2 separate regions of the Sus scrofa genome follow, and region 1 is linked to region 2. The links are chromatin contacts, called in public HiChIP or PLAC-seq maps. All regions are on one chromosome and are shown on one strand. Each heading gives the region's core, a stretch centred on a gene start, on an enhancer-like site or on the middle of the called end of the contact. The rest is flanking DNA. Distances are from core to core; before and after follow the strand shown. Region 1 holds the start of CXCL2 (chemokine (C-X-C motif) ligand 2). Region 2 has its middle 56 kb from the start of CXCL2.

Evidence for each region. HiChIP or PLAC-seq counts read pairs in DNA pulled down with a chosen protein or histone mark.
Region 1: an H3K27ac HiChIP or PLAC-seq map of alveolar macrophages shows a contact between it and region 2. The contact joins the promoter of CXCL2 here to the enhancer-like site in region 2. A contact is called at or near these places in 1 of 5 promoter capture datasets (liver), 18 of 47 Hi-C or Micro-C datasets (alveolar macrophages, brain, embryonic fibroblasts and 7 more) and 1 of 2 datasets of contacts at active chromatin or transcription factors (alveolar macrophages).

The regions. Positions count from the first base shown.
Region 1 is chr8:70,155,853-70,159,226 of Sscrofa11.1, forward strand. CXCL2 (chemokine (C-X-C motif) ligand 2) reads left to right here and starts at 1,401. Exons shown (of 4, transcript NM_001001861.2): 1 at 1,401-1,532; 2 at 1,637-1,760; 3 at 1,872-1,955; 4 at 2,559-3,293. The coding sequence starts at 1,433. The coding sequence ends at 2,574.
Region 2 is chr8:70,099,738-70,103,337 of Sscrofa11.1, forward strand. No RefSeq gene overlaps it. Among named protein-coding and RNA genes, the nearest start is that of CXCL2, 56 kb to the right of the region's middle. Within about 2 kb of position 2,319, at least 9 of the 83 cell types and tissues checked have an H3K27ac peak or open chromatin away from gene starts, as enhancers often do. A contact at or near this core is called in alveolar macrophages and embryonic fibroblasts, where this site is marked.

The DNA.
Region 1 (3,374 bases), core at 151-2,650, 55 kb after region 2:
ATACAGAAAAAGAAATTTCTATTTTATTTACTTAAAATTATTTATAGCATTTAATATATAATTTATAGTATTTAAATGTCAAAACATTTATTCATCATAACAACTCGTTGAAGTAGATACTACCCTTAAGCTCCATTTTCCAGATGAGAAACTAAGGCACAAACAGGTTGGAAGTCATGCACCATTAATCTGGGGAGCTGAATTCCTACTCTAGCAATCTAGAGCAGTCTTGCTCAGTGCCTCCCTCATCTCTATAGCATCCCCCCACCTGCTTCCCACGGGATATGTCCATAGCTCTCACAGATCTGCATTCAGAATCACACCTAAACCATCTGAAACCTACCTGAATATAATCCAACAAAAGACATTACAACTAAGGATGAAAATGACACAATGACAAAGTCTCCAGTTAATAGCTTGAAATGCCTCATTAGAAGTCAGTAGAAATAAAATTTGACTGTGATTCTTTCTCTAGAGAGGAAATCAAATCACTAGAAGCAGGAAAGGCCATAGAACAAGGAAATGAAATGAGATTTGTGACCATAAACAAGGAACGGAGATGCGATGCGTGATCTAGCTCTAAGCTACTTCCCAGGAACACGATTTTTTTGTTTTTGTTTTGTTTTGTTGCTGCTTGGATGAGCAAAGCGTGCTGCTCACACTACGCATCCGCTCTTGATTTCTATTACCTGTTTTATTCTTGGACAAAACTAGAAACCGTGGACCTGTGAGCTCTCCTCGCAACAGATCCAAACATTAATCCGTATTTTAAGGATTAATCAACACCCTCGACACCAAAAAGGTGGTATTCATGGACTTACTCGAGCTGTGGAAGTTCCAGAATTTCCCAGAGAAAGGAAGCTAAGTGGGATTACAACACTTTGTTCCGCATTAAACACTGAATTCAATTTTTGATACTGATCGTCCCCTCACCCATGAGGGACGCTGTGACACAAAGTGTGATTTATCTGTGCTTTTAAAATACCAGGAAGTAGGGGAACTTTCTAATGTATAATATGCTAAAACTGTGTTATAACAGTGTATTTAGGCGGACGTAAATAAAATCATCAAACCCCAAGATACTTATGCGTAAAGAGCACACGCAAGTTCTCTCTGCTTCCCCCCTCAACCTTAATAACTAACGTTCGTCACAGATGCCTCTCTCCACTAAGTTGTGACTCCCCCCGTGGGGATTTGGGCACAAAGATGACACTTCCAAAGCAAGAATTACGCGGGAGGAGGGCGGGGCTGCGCCTTCCTTCCGGACCCAGGAATGACCCGCGCATCAGGGAATTTCCCTGGCCTGGGGCTGCCAGCTCCAGTCCCATCAGAATAAAAGGCGTTCGCACCGCTCAGGGAGCCACAGAACCCGCTCCACCAGCACTCCCTCCAGCCCACCTGCAGCAGACAGCCACCCTCCGAGCTAAGCCCCATGGCCCGCGCCGCGATCGCCGCCTCCCCCTGCGCCCCGCGCTTCCTCCGCGCTGCGCTGCTGCTCCTGCTTCTAGTGGCCGCTGGCCGGCGCACAGCAGGTGAGACTCGGCGCCTGGCATCCCCAGGCCGGACGCGGGGACGGGTAAGGGGGGGAGACGCCCGTCGGAGAACACCCCACTAACCGAATCTGTCTTCCTGGCAGGGGCCCCCGTGGGCGGCGAACTGCGCTGCCAGTGCCTGCAGACGGTGCAAGGAATTCACCTCAAGAACATCCAGGACCTGAAGGTGACGTCCCCGGGACCCCACTGTGACCAAACGGAAGTCATGTAAGCTTCCCTGCCCGCCGCTGTCCTTGTCACCCCCAGCGTCCCAACGCCCCAACCCTGACTCCCCAGCCCGACCTCCTGCCTCACATGGATTCTCCCTGCTCTCTGCAGAGCCACTCTCAAGAATGGTCAGGAAGTTTGTCTCAACCCCTCAGCCCCCATGGTGAAGAAAATCATCGAGAAGATGCTAAACAAGTGAGTTATAGTTTTTATTCACTCGTGTGAGTAGAGTCATTCTGTCTCCTGCAAATTATACCAGAGAAACCCACGATTTAGGTGCAGGGCTGAAAATCATGATTATTTCACCATTCATTTGCTATTAAGGTCATTAATCTGCTCTGGTGTCAGAAGGATATTTCCAGAGCCTTGCATCCTCAGCCCATTCTCCATCCCCAGTCAGATGAGTGTGACCAAATGTATGTCCCTAAAAGATTAAGTAGATTTATTTAGCCAGTGGTGCTAAAATGGCTAAAGAGAGGTTCCACTCTTTATTATTCCTTTAACCCCAGGGACAGTACTTAACCTAAGTCTCAATAACACGGGAAAAATAATAAAGCTGCTTCATGGGGTTTGATCCAAGGCTTAAGTGATGTCATGTATGCCCAATGTGGCATTATCTTCTGGCTTTCTGAAGCTAATAATAAGATTGTAACCACAGGCACCTTATTCTCAATTAAACAGCTTCTAGAAGCTGGCATTTTCTGCTACACATGGCAGCAGTGGTCTAGGTAGCACTTGGTACAGGGTTTTGAGGTCAGCTTTTAAGTCCTACTAACATGAACCTTTTTCTCATCACAGGAGCAGTGCCAACTGATGTAGAGAGATGGAGGAAACTTACTGGCTACTGCTGTAGCTTTAGCGGAATCAAAGTGAAAGAAGAGAAGCAAATAGCCCCTGGGGCCACCTGGACTGTGTTTCATGCATTTGGCTACTTCTTATGAGATTTCTTCTATTTATTTATATGTGTATTTATTTATTTATTTTTCAAAGCTTGTATATTTAATGTGCTATCTAATATTTAAAGATATGAATGTGTTTGGCAGGTCTCTGTATTGCTATTTCGAAAGGTCATTTTTATGTTGAATCAAAGTTAGTCCAGTCTTGACTAGTATTTAATTTGAAGGTTGTGTCTCTTAAGTGCTCATCATTCATTAAACTAGTTTTTGGGTTGTCAGGATAGCACGCTGTACCATCCACTGTGATAAAAGCTGGAGACCCTGGTGGGGGATCCAGGCAAACAGGTCACTGTTAGGGTAGGGGGGGTTGTATGTGTGCATTTATACTGAAGAGAAGATTGTCGGTTGTTATTTATTGAGACAGTTTCACAGACTGTGGTAAACATTTCTGATGTTGAAGTTTTAAAAACGACAATGTTCTAAATATCCCTTGGACATTTTATGTCTTCCTTGTAAGGCATAATGCCTTGTTTAGAGTTAATTACACTGTGTTTCCGCTCTGTCCTGAAATAGAGAGGTTTGGATATTTATTGATGTAATTTTACAAATAACATGAAAATAAAACTTTTTCCAAAAATTTCTTGTCAAGTTTTTTTTTACTTCTTGACTTTTTTTGGTCCCCTGCTGAATATCCAGCACTTAGGTTTTCTATTGCTAC
Region 2 (3,600 bases), core at 1,069-3,568:
ATGTGGTCCACTGAACCTAAAACTCTAACTGCCACCTGGTCACTTTGGGCTCCTCAAGCTGGTGGACAAGGGAGTTCCCATCCTGGTTGTAATGACTGATCCTACTTATCACGTGGAGTTAGGATAGCTGGTATTTGAGAACTTGTGATGCTTCTATGCCATGGGAGAATGGAAGAAGTGGAATTTCAAAATTACCAGATAATGGAATGATAAGGAAAAGACAACTACAAGCTCGAACCCCTCAGGGGTGAAGGTCTAGGTTCCTCCATCAGGGAAGCAAATGAAATCAGCTCAGTTTCTAACTAAGGATAATGAGAATCTAGAATGAATGCGAAGGAGGGAGAGGACAAATATCAATGATGAGCTAGGACCAGTTGCAGTCATGAGGAGTATAGCTTGTTCTGAAAACAAACAGGCCCTTTGGGGCTTCTGGGCACCTGAGCATTTCTGTCCCCCATTTCTTGTTTTTAGGGAATAAGCTTCAGGCTCCAAGATCTTCCCTGAGTTCCAAAAGGTGGGTTCCAACAGTTGCTTATCATGGAAGGGAGGGGATGCAGAGAAGAGGGAGGAGCTGTCAAGAGAACATAGTGCAGCTTTGGGGCAGGGTCCTGGTTCCTCCTCAAGGAATATACATAACAATATCTGTGATTTCTTCTGCAGAACTAACCGCACCCTCTCCCACCCCATAAGTGGAAGATGTCAATGGAACATTCTTTATTCTGGAAAGAAGACCACCAGACCACTAACATCGGCTTTGAAAACAACGCAAGCTTGCCTCTACCCTGATCCTTAACTTAAGCCCTATTTTTCACTCCCCAAACTATAAAACCACCTCCCAATCTCTCCTAAGCGGGGGGCACAGCCCTTGAGGCATTAGCCTGCTGTGACCCTTCTTTACCTGGCAAAGCAATAAAGCTATCTTTCCTCCTTTGCCCAAAACTCTTGTCACCTTGTTTCTATTTGTCACCTGTGAGCAGAGAGGCTGAGCTCTGGCCACAGTTCCAATAAGACTCAGTGACCAACTGAACTCAATATGGAGCACCAGTGGATCTGATTAGCATGAGAGGCGGCCTATGACATGCATTTATATTTTCCATGTTGCATACCCTAAACGCTCCTCTGCTTTCAGTCACAAGAGTGGGGAAGAGTTTCACACAATCTCAGATTCACCTTGCTTCCCATCTCAAGAGCAGACATCTTCCTGCATTCTGCTTTCACAGCTCTCCTCCAAGGTGATGGGAGTGTGCCTGACAAATACAAGAATAGCTACAAGGGGGAGATGTGAGTTAATACCCCTGGGTGAGAAGGACTGATGGTTATGTGCTTCAGACTCCAGGCCTTTAAGGGAGAATATTCTGTCTGCTTCCTGGAAAGTCCAGTGGGCTGGAGACCCTGTTGCCCGCAGCAGCAACTCCAGGAGGCGTGCTCACTTACATTGGCTTTCGCTCTTGCCTGTTCCACTTCTCTGCTTCCTCACTCTGGTGTCCTGGATCCCTGCACAAATGAACTACCAGCACTCAAGGCAATGACTCAGATTCGGATTTGAGCAGAGTGTATATTATGGCAATTCTTCAAAAAAAAGAAGAGAGAGATCAAGAAAAGCAAAAAAATGCTTTTTTTCCTCTTCCTTCTTCTTTCTTTCTTTCTTTTTTTTTTTTTTTTTTTTTTTTTTTTTTTTTTTTTTGTGGCATAAGGAAGTTCCTGGGCTAGGGGTCGAATGGAAGATGCAACTGAGGTCTACACCGCAGTCACAGCAACACTGGATCCGAACTTCATCTCTGACCTGCACTGCAGCTTGTGGCAACGTGGGGTCCTTAACCCACTGAGTGAGGCCAGGGCCTCAAACCTGCATCTTCATGGAGACTGCGTTGGGTTCTTAACCTGCCGACCCACAAGGTGAACTCCCCCAAAATTCTTTTGTCAACAGAAATACATCTCTTTCTGGGAGTTCTGTAGAGTGTAAAAGCATTTATCTTTCCATTGCTGTATTGCTCATTTTAAAGTTATTTGGCTTCCATTTTTTGGTCCTTTGTTGTCTTCTCTTTTTAGGAAATAGCCAGTTACCCCCAAAACACTTACTGTGGTTTGGTTGCAAGATGGTGGCAGTGCAGCCCCCGATCCTCCACCCCTCATTTTCTCTAGTTTAATGTGACAGTGAACAAAGTTAAGACACTGCTGTATTTCTGAGATATGCTTCATACTTGCTCAAGAGGTTATAGTTTTTATGTATTTTCCCAGGGGGCCTGATCCTACAGTCCCTGTGGTTAGCTGTATTTGTAGGTATTTGGCAATGACTCTAAACAGCTAAGTGTGGCTGGCCTTTGGAAAACACTGGGCTGTGAGTCAGAGGGCTTTGATTCCTTTTACGATTCTACTTCTTATGCTGAGAAACCTCCTAACCACTCTGGGAATTTTTCCATCTGTAATGGAGCCACCCAGCTCTTATCTGTACCCCAGACTAAGAGAAACAGAGTTAAGAGCTCTTGGAGCCTCTTGGATTCTTAAGTTAGAAATGGGCCTGAGTCGACTGCACTTTCTTAGGTTTAAAATCTAAAGTATTTCCATTAATTGTTTTATTTTGATATGGTTGGAAATATGCTTTGATGACAAAAGATGTAAGAGTGATCTTTTGTCCTTCTATTGAATAAATGAATTCTGATACAAGGAGATTACTTATAACTGAGGGAAACAAAATCATTTAAAATACTGAATAGCCTATTAGTTTTATACATCACTTTTCTGAACCTCATCCGGACCAAGTCAAGAGCATATGGCCTTCTAATAGCAAGGATAGATTCCTTTGGCTAAAACAATGAACCGATCTACAGGATACTCCTGGGAAGTGAAGCATGGCCTTTAAGAGGACACTGGTAGAACACGCACATAAACCTCCCCTGTGCTAAATCCCTAGGTAAGAAAATAAAGGTTGGGAGAGAGGAAGCTCATTTCTTATTAATTTATTTTTGGTACAGGGGTGTGGGTGTGGGTGGGTGTTTAGAGGTGGCTTCTGTTTGTGTGCTGTTAGGTGGTTGGCTGTTCATAAGAGGTAGTCTGCAATGAAATATGACCACTCCCAATGTGGTGTTCTATGAGAGGTGGCTTTTATTTCTGCAAATTCTCTTTGAAGTGGACTGATAAAAGTTATGGCCCATTCATTGATCTCAGGATCACTATACCCAGATCAATGACTTCCCTCACCTGCAACACTCAGGTGGGGGTGGAGATGGGGTGGGGGTGGGGACAGTTTAACTGGGAAGGAGGGGTGAGGTGCTGGAAAGCAGATTCTGGTTTGCCAGAGAGCACTGACCAAGCTCTAGGTGCCAAGATGCAAGGACAAGAGGGAAGCAAAAATGCTTGGGAAAGAAAGTGGGGATGGGACAAAAAGAAAAATTAACAATCGTGACCTTGCAATTTTGCCTGGTGAACCCAAAATACGTCCAGGTTAGTGCAAAGATGACAAAGCTTCTCCCTATCAACTCATCTCGGTTTTCCCAGTCATCTGGTCCCCAACTGGAAAGACAAAGAAAGAGGTTAATTAAAAAGAGCCGAAAAAGCAAAATTCTATATATTACTGTGCGCGCGCGCGCACACACACACACA